2 separate regions of the Capra hircus genome follow, and region 2 is linked to region 1. A link is a contact called in public Hi-C data. All regions are on one chromosome and are shown on one strand. The core of a region is the stretch at or near the end of the contact, and the rest is flanking DNA. Distances in the headings are between cores, read along the strand shown.

Region 1 (5,014 bases), core at 1,158-3,657:
CAGTGATAATCTCTGGAGAAAGGAAAGAGAAGGGGGCGGGGTGTGTTTGCTTGCCTTCCTTTACTTTTTTGCATCTCTTGGCCACACTACACGGCATGTGGGATTCTAGTTCCCTGAGCAGGGTTTGAACCTACACTTCCTGCACGGGCAGCAAGGAGTCTTAACCACTGGCCCACCAGGGAAGCCCTTTGCTTGCCTTTTTATTTTCTAACTTTTTGCGATGCCTAAGTGATGTTTCTACAGTACATCTCTTGAAGACTTTAAATAAGGTTTTAAATTTCATCACTGCTAATCTATGAAAGACCATCTAAGACGATGTACGATATTCCTAAAATATGCTAAGTGGTCTGTTCATCGAGAGCAGGCAGAGTTCTTGGGATGCTCCTCAATTTGGAACTTTGCTGCTTAGACAATTCTCTGAGAAATCAAAGATTTCTTCCCCAGACTATAGCAATGCTGTAGGATAAGGCAATGGCATCCCACTCCAGTACTCTTGCCTGGAACATCCCATGGATGGAGGAGCCTGGTAGACTACAGTCCATGGGGTTGAGAAGAGTTGGACATGACTGAGCGACTTCACTTTCACTTTTCACTTTCATGCATTGGAGAAGGAAATGGCAACCCACTCCAGTGTTCTTGCCTGGAGAATCCCAGGGACAGGGGAGCCTGGTGGGCTGCTGTCTATAAGGTCGCACAGAGTCGGACACGACTGAAGTGACTTAGCAGCAGCAGCAGCAGCAGGGAAAAAACTAATACCACTTAAGGTCTGAGAGGGGTGGGGTGATGCTTTTAGAGAAGAAATTAAAGTCAGTGTTCAAAAGGGGTACCACAAATGCCTTGTCAAGCACATTTCACTTTCACTTCCCTCGTGTGAAAACGTTACCAGCAAAGTTCAAAATATCTTTCGGAGAAAAGGGAGACCAGCAGGACTGAACACAGCACTTGAGTCCCATGAAGAAAGCCACGGATTAGGTGTGCCTGATGGCAGAGTCACCCTCTGACAATAGAGACACATTCACACCCACTGACAGACTCGCTATCAGAACGACTTTCTTTAATCATCACTCTCAAATTGAGAAGATACACTAGAGGCTCTAGAAGGGTGACTTCTGCAGGTTTCTATACAAAGAAAGATCTTCATACAAAGATCTGTACAAACAAAAGTCATGTGTGCTGCTTTAACAAGTCTTGGGAAGTGTCTACAATGCATGTGAAGGCGACTCGAGCAGAGAAGACAGAAACGACAGCTGAGGCTCTATCTTCCTAGACTGTGTGGTCTGATGGGGCAGGCAGGTGGAAAACACACACACCCAGACACATGGATGCCTGAACACGCCAAGCACCACGAAGAAAAAGAGCAGGGTGTCCTGAGATCAGAAAGGGGGCATTTACTTTACAGGAGGAAGTGACATTTCGGTTGTGACTACAGAGTGAGTGGGAGCTGGCCAGGCAGAGAGTGGGCGAGCCTTCCACATTAGACTGTGAGCAAAGGTGCTGAAGCAGGAAGGAGCAGAGGATGGTCACCCAGGGGCAAAGGGAAGACTCACCTAAAGTGAGGCTGCAGAAATCCACAAGGGCTGTACGGTAACCATGTGACTCAGGATTTGGGATTTTACTCCAAGTGTCAGGGGAAGCCGCTGGCCATCCCAAACGGGACAGCGGTCACATCTGAGCTACACTGAGAATCAACGTGGAGATTGGCTGGAAGCTCAAGAATGAATGGCGGGGTTGGGTGGGTGGGACAAGTCGAGAGGCGGTACAGAGAAGATGTGAAGCTGGATTAGACGAGGCTGCGTGCGTGTCAGTCACTTTAGTCGTGCTGGACTCTGTGATGCCAAGGACTGTAGCCCACCCATCTCCTCCGTCCATGGGATTCTCCAGGCAGGAATAGTGGAGTGGGTCACCACGCCCTCCTCCAGGGGATCTTCCTGACCCAGGGATAGAACCCACGTCTCCTGCAATGCAGGCGGATTCTTTACCCTCTGAGCCACCTGGGAAGCTGGTTGATGCTACAGGGGTCCAAACTATACCCTGAAGGCAGAATTCAGCCCAAAGCCGGTTTGGGTAAACAGAGCTTTATTGGAACACCACCCCGCCTGCTCATTTACGTATGGTCTACAACGGCTTTCACTATCAGGGCAGAGCCGAGTAGCTGTGACAGAGGCCGTTTGGCCTAAAATATCTGCTATGTGGCCCTTTCGAGAAAGTCTGCTGACCGATGGACTAGCAGGGTGGCAGTGGAGAAAGACAAAGTTCACTGTGTAAAACTGATAGTCGCTATTTGCAGATTCCATAATCTCGCTAATATTTATTTGTAACTTCAAAATCAATCCTCGGCAGGTGCTTTCACAGTCACCCCGGGCACGCACACACTGCCAGGAAAAATCTGGGCTGCGTGATGCCTGATGCCTGTGTTCCCAGCTGAGGTCAAACGAGGTCGGGCTCTGACTTCTTGCTTCAGCTCTTACATCAATACTATAAGTGAGCTTACTTTCCATGGTCTATTTAGGACCACGTTTTTCACATTTGGGGGTGTTTTTTGTTTGGGATTTTTAAATGACCCCCAAGCATCATGATGAATGGGTGTCTAGTGTTTCTAAGTGTGAGCAGGCTGAGACATGTCTTACAGAAAAATACATGTGTTCGCTAAGCTTCATTCCAGCATGGGTTATAGTGCTGTGGGCTGCAAGTTCAACGCTAATCAATCAACAGTGTGTATTAAAGAAGGTGTCATTCAACAAAAACACACATAAAACACAAGGTTCTGCAGTGATCGGCTGATGAAAATATGACCAGAGACTCACAGAAAGCCAATCCTAGGGGCAGTGGTTCATCGTCCCCTAACGTGGCACCCGCAGTGACTTCACAGAATGTAACCACAGTGAAAAACAAGAGTGGCTGTACTGGGGAGGCAAAAATCAATACAATTCAGTGATGGATTAAATATAAAGTAAAATGAAGTTGAGGATGACTCTCCAGTTTCTGATATGAACTACTGGGTGGAAGAAGATGTTGTTTATGGAAATAAAGATTTCTGGGAGAAGTACACACTTCGGGTGGTTGAACAAGATTTTTCTCTTTTACACGTTAAGTCTGAGATGCTTGTGAGACATCCAAATAGAGATGTCGTGTAGATTGTGGGCTTTGTGACTTTGGAGCACAAAAAAAAAGGAGTCTAGGTAAAGACACAACTTTGGGAGTCACTGACACACAGAGGTGGTGTGTGAAAGCCCTCGGGGATAGTTATGGTCCCCCAAGAGCAGGAGGAACTCTGCGCCTTCCTGAATTCGTGGGCAGGTGAACTTTAATCTTTATCAAGGTGCTTTGATTTGTTTAATATAAAAACACTTAGAGGAGGAAATTAGGTTAACCTGGTGGCCTGTATCTTTGTTGTTTAGTTGCTAAGTCGTGTTCCACTCTTTGTGACCTCATGGACTGTAGCCTGCCAGGCTTCTCTGTCCATGGGCTTTTCCAGGCAAGAATACTGGAGTGGGTTGCCATTTCATCCTCCAGGGGGATATTCCCCACCCAGGAATCGAACCTGCGTCTCCTGCACTGCAGGCAGATTCTTTACCACTGAGCCACCAGGGAAGTATCTAGAACCAGTATCTGTATCTAATCTAACCAGAGTAATGGTCATACTCCTTGATCTAATAATGCTTCTTTGAAGAACTGATCCTAAAACCCAGACACCCCTTAATGTTACCCTGAGTGACACTGAGAAATGATTCAGGATAGAAGAACCAGAAACAACTTTAACATCTGGGGAATGTTACACTAACAAAACTAGCAATATTTTCCTCTGTGATTTCTTTGACAGATTCTAAACTTAGAAATGTCAACCCCTCTGGAGGTTTAATAAATACCACTTCTGTTTCCTCCCAGCTTTCTTTAAAAATGGATTTTTTAAAAAAAAATCCATTGATATATTTTACCTTTCTCCATGAAAATGCAGGCTGCTTCAGGGTAGGGGCACTCATCTGTTTCACTCACTGCTGCACCCCTAGCACCTAGAGCAATCGCTGGCTTCCTGAATGCGCTCGACAGACTTTTGTTGAATTTAACAGTTTAATCACACAGAATTTATGTTGGTATAATGATGTGAGGTGATAACATCCGTTGAGACTTTTCAAATTGCTATCACGTGGTCCCGTCCCCATTTGCTAAATCAGGTTTCCTTTTCCCGACTGCTTCGTGGAAACTTCTTCGTCATCTATTAAATGCTCACAGACAACGGGGCCTTAAATCTGGAGCACCTATTCTGCCCGCTGATGGGGCTGTCAAGTTTCGTGCCAAATCTGAAGCTTTATGGTTTGGCTTAACACATGGCAGAGCTGGTCCTTCCACTGCTCTTATCTTTCAGACCTGACTGTTCTATGCGCCCAACACCTTCTCTTTCAAGAAGACCAAAAGGAATCAGCATTTCAAATTTTAAAACATTTATTCAGGTTCTGACTGAAACAAACAACATTTATATTCGGGGGCAGAACAAACATATTTACAAATTTCTCTTATCAAGGAAGGGACTGGAAGGACTTTCTGCTTTGCAGCTAGAGCCTAGTGGATAGGGGCAGGGGCTCTGGGTCCAGGCTACTGGGGGGCAGGAGGAGCCGGGGATGGGGGTAACCTCAGCTCAGCCACCTGGGAGCAGCTGAACCTTCCACTACCTCTGGAGTGTAACACAGCGGGGACATAACCTACGCTGCTGCATTACTACAAGGTGACAATGATTTAACAGAACTGAAGCCTGAGAACAAAACTGGAACTTCCAAGGGCTCTGTAAGTATTAGCTGTTATCATCTTTCCATAACTTTTCTTCTTAGAGGTCTCAGTAAGGTTATTCTCAGATCTCTGTTTTAGCTGCTCAAATGGGCTCATGGCTTGGCTGCCCCGAACTATACCCTCCTCTGCACCAGCTACCAGACTAAGACCTTGATATCATCTCATTTGCTTGACACTCACCATCTCATTTCTTCCTAATGGATGGAGAGGAGGCAAACGGGACAGCAGGGCG
Region 2 (5,060 bases), core at 2,003-4,502, 53 kb before region 1:
ACTTTGCCGATATAGGTCTGTATAGTCAGAGCTACGGTTTTTCCTGTAGTCATGTACAGATGTGAGAGTTGGACCATAATGAAGTTTGAATGCCGAAGAATTGATACCTTTGAATTGTGGTGCTGGAGAAGACTCTTGAGAGTCCCTTGGACAGCAAGGAGATCAAACCAGTCAATCCTAAAGGAATTCAACCCTGAATATTCACTGGAAGGACTGATACTGAAGCTCCAATATTTTGGCCACCTCATGTGAAGAGCTGACTCACTGGAAAAGTCTCTGACGTTGGGAAAGGTTGAAAGCAAAAGGAGTAGTGGATGGCAGAGGATGAAATGGTTGGATAGCATCACTGACTCAATGGACATGAGTGTGAGCAAACTTCAGGAGATAGTGGACAGAGGAGCCTGGTATGCTGCAGTCCATAGGGTTGCAAAGAGTCAGACATGACTTAGTGACTGAACAACAAGAGGAACTAAGATCCCACGTGCTCAAGAACAAAGGAAGCCCTGCACTGCAAAGAAGACCCAAAGCAGCCAAAAAACACATGTTCACGTTTATACTGCTGGGGGTGGGGGAATCCCCATTATAATCTATGGCCTCTTCCCTTTATTCATGAATAACTACTGTTGTCTCCTAGCCTCTGCGTTCTCCCAAACGTTTTCCTGCCATTTCAATGGATAAACTTCACTAATATTCTTAATGTCACTGAATTATTCCTTTGTTAAATCCAAGCCCCTGAAGCCTCAATCAAAATTCTCCACTGTCTGGCCTCTCTCACCTAACCCTTCCTTTCCAACCCAGGCCTCCAACTACTTGCAGATCTCATGTCGTTTCCCCACCCCCACCATATTCCCTTATTTATTCCAGTCTCCGTGCCTCTCAGGCTGCCCCCCACCCCCACCTCACATTTCCTTTAAGACAGACCTCAACCGTCCTTCAGTATATAGCTGTGCTCTCTAAATCTTCCCTATTAACCCATCTTGCAAAATCTTTCATTGACTTTGAATCTCTTTTATTGGTTTTTCTCATCACGGGTTCCCTAGAGTCTCAATGAGTATCTGCTGAGTGATCAAACATTTGCAATATCAAAGTATCAGAATTACACTCCAGGCAATCTGCTTGTGTCTTTTAATCTCCTCAGAGAAACCATAAACTCCTCCAGATTGGAAATCTTGTGTCTTATCTCTCCCACCCTTCAGTACATCCACCACAGGACACCCAATGAACATGTGATGAGTTGAACCGAATTAAAATATATCTCCACCCCCAATTTGAAGATAGTGTCTGAAACCTTTTGAACCAGGCAAAAAAGGCTGGATTATTCTGAAGGAGATTACTGGCCATTTTTTATGTCCTAAGTTTTCATGCATACCCCTCCTACTTCTTTGGTCTGGTAAGAGTCTCAAGTATTTCAAATGAAATCTAGACAAGAGTATTTTGAACAGCTTGGAGCAGAAACAAACAAAAATTCACACATTTTAATCACTATCTCCTGCCTGAATGGAATGTCTTTTTGTTTTTCCTGGGTAGAGCTTAATATTTAGTCTTATTTTCAGTCTGCTGGTCACACTGACAGTGGAAATATCCAACCATCAACTTACTGCTTGCTCCAAGAAAAAAAGAAAAATAACTGGTATCAATATAGAATCAAATGCAGTAGTCCCTCCCCCTTAATCAGAGTCAAGCTCAATCCAAAAACATTAAGTGAAAAATTCCAGAAATGAACAATTCTTAAGTTTTAAATTGCTTGCTGTTATGAGGAGCGTGATAATATCTCATCAAGTTTCATTCTATCCCAGCCAGGACGGGAATCTTCCCTTCGCTCAGCATGTTCTGCCTGTGAGCCCCCAGTAGAATCTCCTGGTAGCCAACTCGACGATCAGACTGACTGTGATACGGCAGTGCCTATGTTCAAGTAGACCTTATTTTACTTAGTAACAGCCCCAAAGCGCAAAAGGAGTGATGCTGGGAATTCAGATACCAAAGAGAAGTTGTAAAGAGCTTCTTTTAAGTGAAAAGGTGAAAGTTCTCCATTTAATAAGGAAAGAAAAAAGGTATGCTGAGGTTACTAAGATCTACGTTAAGAATGTTGTTGTTTAGTCACTAAGTCATATCTAAGTCTTGGCAACCCCATGGACTGTACGTAGCCCAGCAGACTCCTCTGTCCATTTTCCCAACCCAGGAACCGACCCCGATTCTCCTGCAATTCTCCTGCATCTCCTGCACGGGCAGGTGGATTCTTCACCACTGAGTCACCAGCGGAGCGTCTGGGTCGGGAAGATCCCCTGGAGAAGGTAATGGCAGTCCACTCTAGTATTCTTCCCTGAAAAACCCCACGGACAGAGGAGTCTGGTGGGCTACAGTCCATGGTGTGGCAAAGAGTTGGACACGACTGAGGACTAAGCATTGAGGATTGCTGTGCTTGATTTTTAGTAAACATGAATGAAGCCAGTATTCTTCACTAAATGGCATCAAGTTATCAAAATAATAAAAGCCTGAGCATCTTGACCCTGCTGCAGTTCACCCTAAATTCAGGCCAAGACCCAGGAATAAGTGGCCTCTGGCATGCTGGTCTGGCACCCCCAAGTGCCAGCGGGGAGCTGGCCACAGCGCTGACTATCCCTCAGACGGGTGGGTGAGCCTACATGATGCCACCCAGACCGCACGTTGACAGAAGGGCACTTTCAAGAGAATGCCTGCCATCCCAGCCCTGCCCAACCACCTCCTCACGCCCTCCCCTGGGGTCTGCAAGCCCAGGCTCCCTTCCGTGGCGGCCACGGCACCAGGCTCACAGCCTCCTTCTTTGCCTGGCTCCAGGGCTGAGGGTTCAACAGCTGACCACAGAATCTTAAGAAGCAGGTGAGTGGAGAGGAACCGGCTGAGCAATATAGATCCACCTCTCCAGAAACCCAGGGGACATGGACATGAGGCTCCTTCCTGGATGCTCAAGAAGGGATGGGGGGATGGTGGTGGATGGAACAGGTGGAATGGCTTGCAATCCTGTTTGATTCAGGACTGAGATGAGGGAGGTGGGGGACCATGGGGATGCCTGTCTCCTGGCCACAGACCATCCAGGGCGTGGGGCATGAGGTCATGGATGGAGACCCAAGGGTGAGGGCCGGGCTGGGTCAGGAGACCCTGGGGTAAGGGCACCTGTGCAGACCTGGCCAGGTGGAGGGGTGGGCAGACAAGGTGGGGAGGCGCCAGGACGGCCTCAGAATGGGTTGATGGGCTGGCTGTGCCCACGTGGCTCAGACACACTCATCTCCTCCGTGGCCAGGACGGAGGGGTGAGTGGAAAGCGTGTGCACCCTTCGGGGCCGGGCCCACAGGGCCTGGGCACGATGAAGTCGAGGGATTCAGGTTTCACCACCCACGTGTCAACCTCCTAAATGTGTCATCAGCCCCCATTCTCTCCTGGGTTTTAGTTTCGTTTCTTGCCAACCTCCACGAGTCTTGGACCGTTCAAACATTCCCTCAAGCGCCGCCCACGGCCACCTCCCAGAACAGACTCACTTGTTCCTGTTCCTATCCAAGCCCTGAGCGCCCACCACATGCTGGACTCAGAGCTGAGCACCCAAGCCATGTCCTGGCTCCATCATCCACCAGCCCCACACGGCTGGTACCCAGACCCACCCAGTTTACGGGTCAGGAACAAGGCAACCAGCCCAGCCACACACTTTAGTGAGCAGAGCAACGAGGCCTCCCTGACCTGAGCCAGGGCTCTCATCTGGGTCCCTCCTGAACGGCGGCTCTCAACCCCAGCTGTGTGCTGAGAGCCCCAGGAGAGCCCTGACAATCACCCGTGCGGGACACCTCCCCTAGAGCCGTCTGTTCAGCTTGTGGGGACTGGGACCTAAATCAGGTGTTTTCTTTTAAAGATCCATCCACCTGCTGGTGACTTTGACATGGCGCCAAGGGTGGGAAGCTGTATACTACAGACTTCAGGATGGTGACGGCCTTGCCCCTGCTGGCCTGGGTGTGTTCCCATCCCCAGAGCTGCGCCTAGCTCATGACAGAAGTGAAATAAATCTTTGTTGAGTGAAGGAATGGAAGTTTCACATTTTCCAACCAAGGGTGTTACAATCCTTCATCTTCCTGACCCCAAGCCTGGAGTTCTCCCATCACCAGAGCAGGCGGCCTGGTCCCCAGGTTACAGACCCTCCCCTTGGCCTCCTCCTCCTACAGGGACATCGGACCACCTTCTCAGAGCATCACTTTCATCCCATAACCCTCTGCTGCGCAAATGCGTTGGTGCTTACTCCACGTTTACAGACGCAACTGCAACCCCTCAGTCTGGTCGCTAAGACCCCAGCATCCCAGTGCCAGCTTATCCTTGTGGTCAGCTCTTCCACCCACCACAGATCCTCTGTTCTGGCCAGGTGGGCAGTCCTCCAGTCTGCTGTGAGTCTTTCTGGGCATTTTGCTGGAGCGACTTCATCACGTGTGCCCCTCTCTCTCCTTCACCTGCATCTGGATTCTATCCGTCCATGACAACCTGACTCCCCTGCCATGCCTTTGCTCTTAGCCCCAGCCCCACCCTGCCAGGAATCCCTCCCAACTCTGAACATCTACGCCAAGAATCTTACTTGGCTCTGTTTTCACGTGACTTCTAATCATCGTTTCCAAGTGCACATGTCCTAATTTCCCGACTAAACCATGACCACTGAGAGCAGCAATTTTATCTCCCCGGCAGAGACCAACACGGCACACGCTCTGTGAGTGCTGCTGGACATTCAGAATCTCTTATCTCAGGGCACATGGCCTTACCTGTAATATCTAGACTGTAGGTAGGTGGAGCACACAGCCTTGGACACGTGACTGGCAGAACCGAAGTCAATGACCTTCACCCTGTACGGCTGTCTGGATGGATCTACCAACATGATGTTCTCTGGTTTGAGGTCGGCATGGATAAGACCTAGACTTTTCAGTTTCATCAGGGCGGTGGCGACCTGCTGGAGGACCGGGCGAATGTACTTGAGGGGCAACGGGCTGAACTTGTTCTGCTTCAGAAAGTCATAGAGGTTCTGCTCCAGCATCTCGAACACCAAGCACGTGTGGTTC

What was found. Hi-C and Micro-C count contacts between places; a contact is called where the count stands out from the background.
Region 2: a Hi-C map of liver shows a contact between it and region 1, with 1.8 times the contacts expected there. The contact joins two enhancer-like sites.

The regions. Positions count from the first base shown.
Region 1 is chr4:17,185,879-17,190,892 of ARS1.2, reverse strand. The region is part of intron 1 of HIPK2 (homeodomain-interacting protein kinase 2); the gene reads right to left. Among named protein-coding and RNA genes, the nearest start is that of HIPK2, 14 kb to the right of the region's middle. Within about 2 kb of position 2,407, at least 1 of the 5 cell types and tissues checked has an H3K27ac peak or open chromatin away from gene starts, as enhancers often do.
Region 2 is chr4:17,239,798-17,244,857 of ARS1.2, reverse strand. HIPK2 (homeodomain-interacting protein kinase 2) reads right to left here. Exons shown (of 15, transcript XM_018046876.1): 2 at 4,767-5,060. Among named protein-coding and RNA genes, the nearest start is that of HIPK2, 68 kb to the right of the region's middle. Within about 2 kb of position 3,252, at least 1 of the 5 cell types and tissues checked has an H3K27ac peak or open chromatin away from gene starts, as enhancers often do.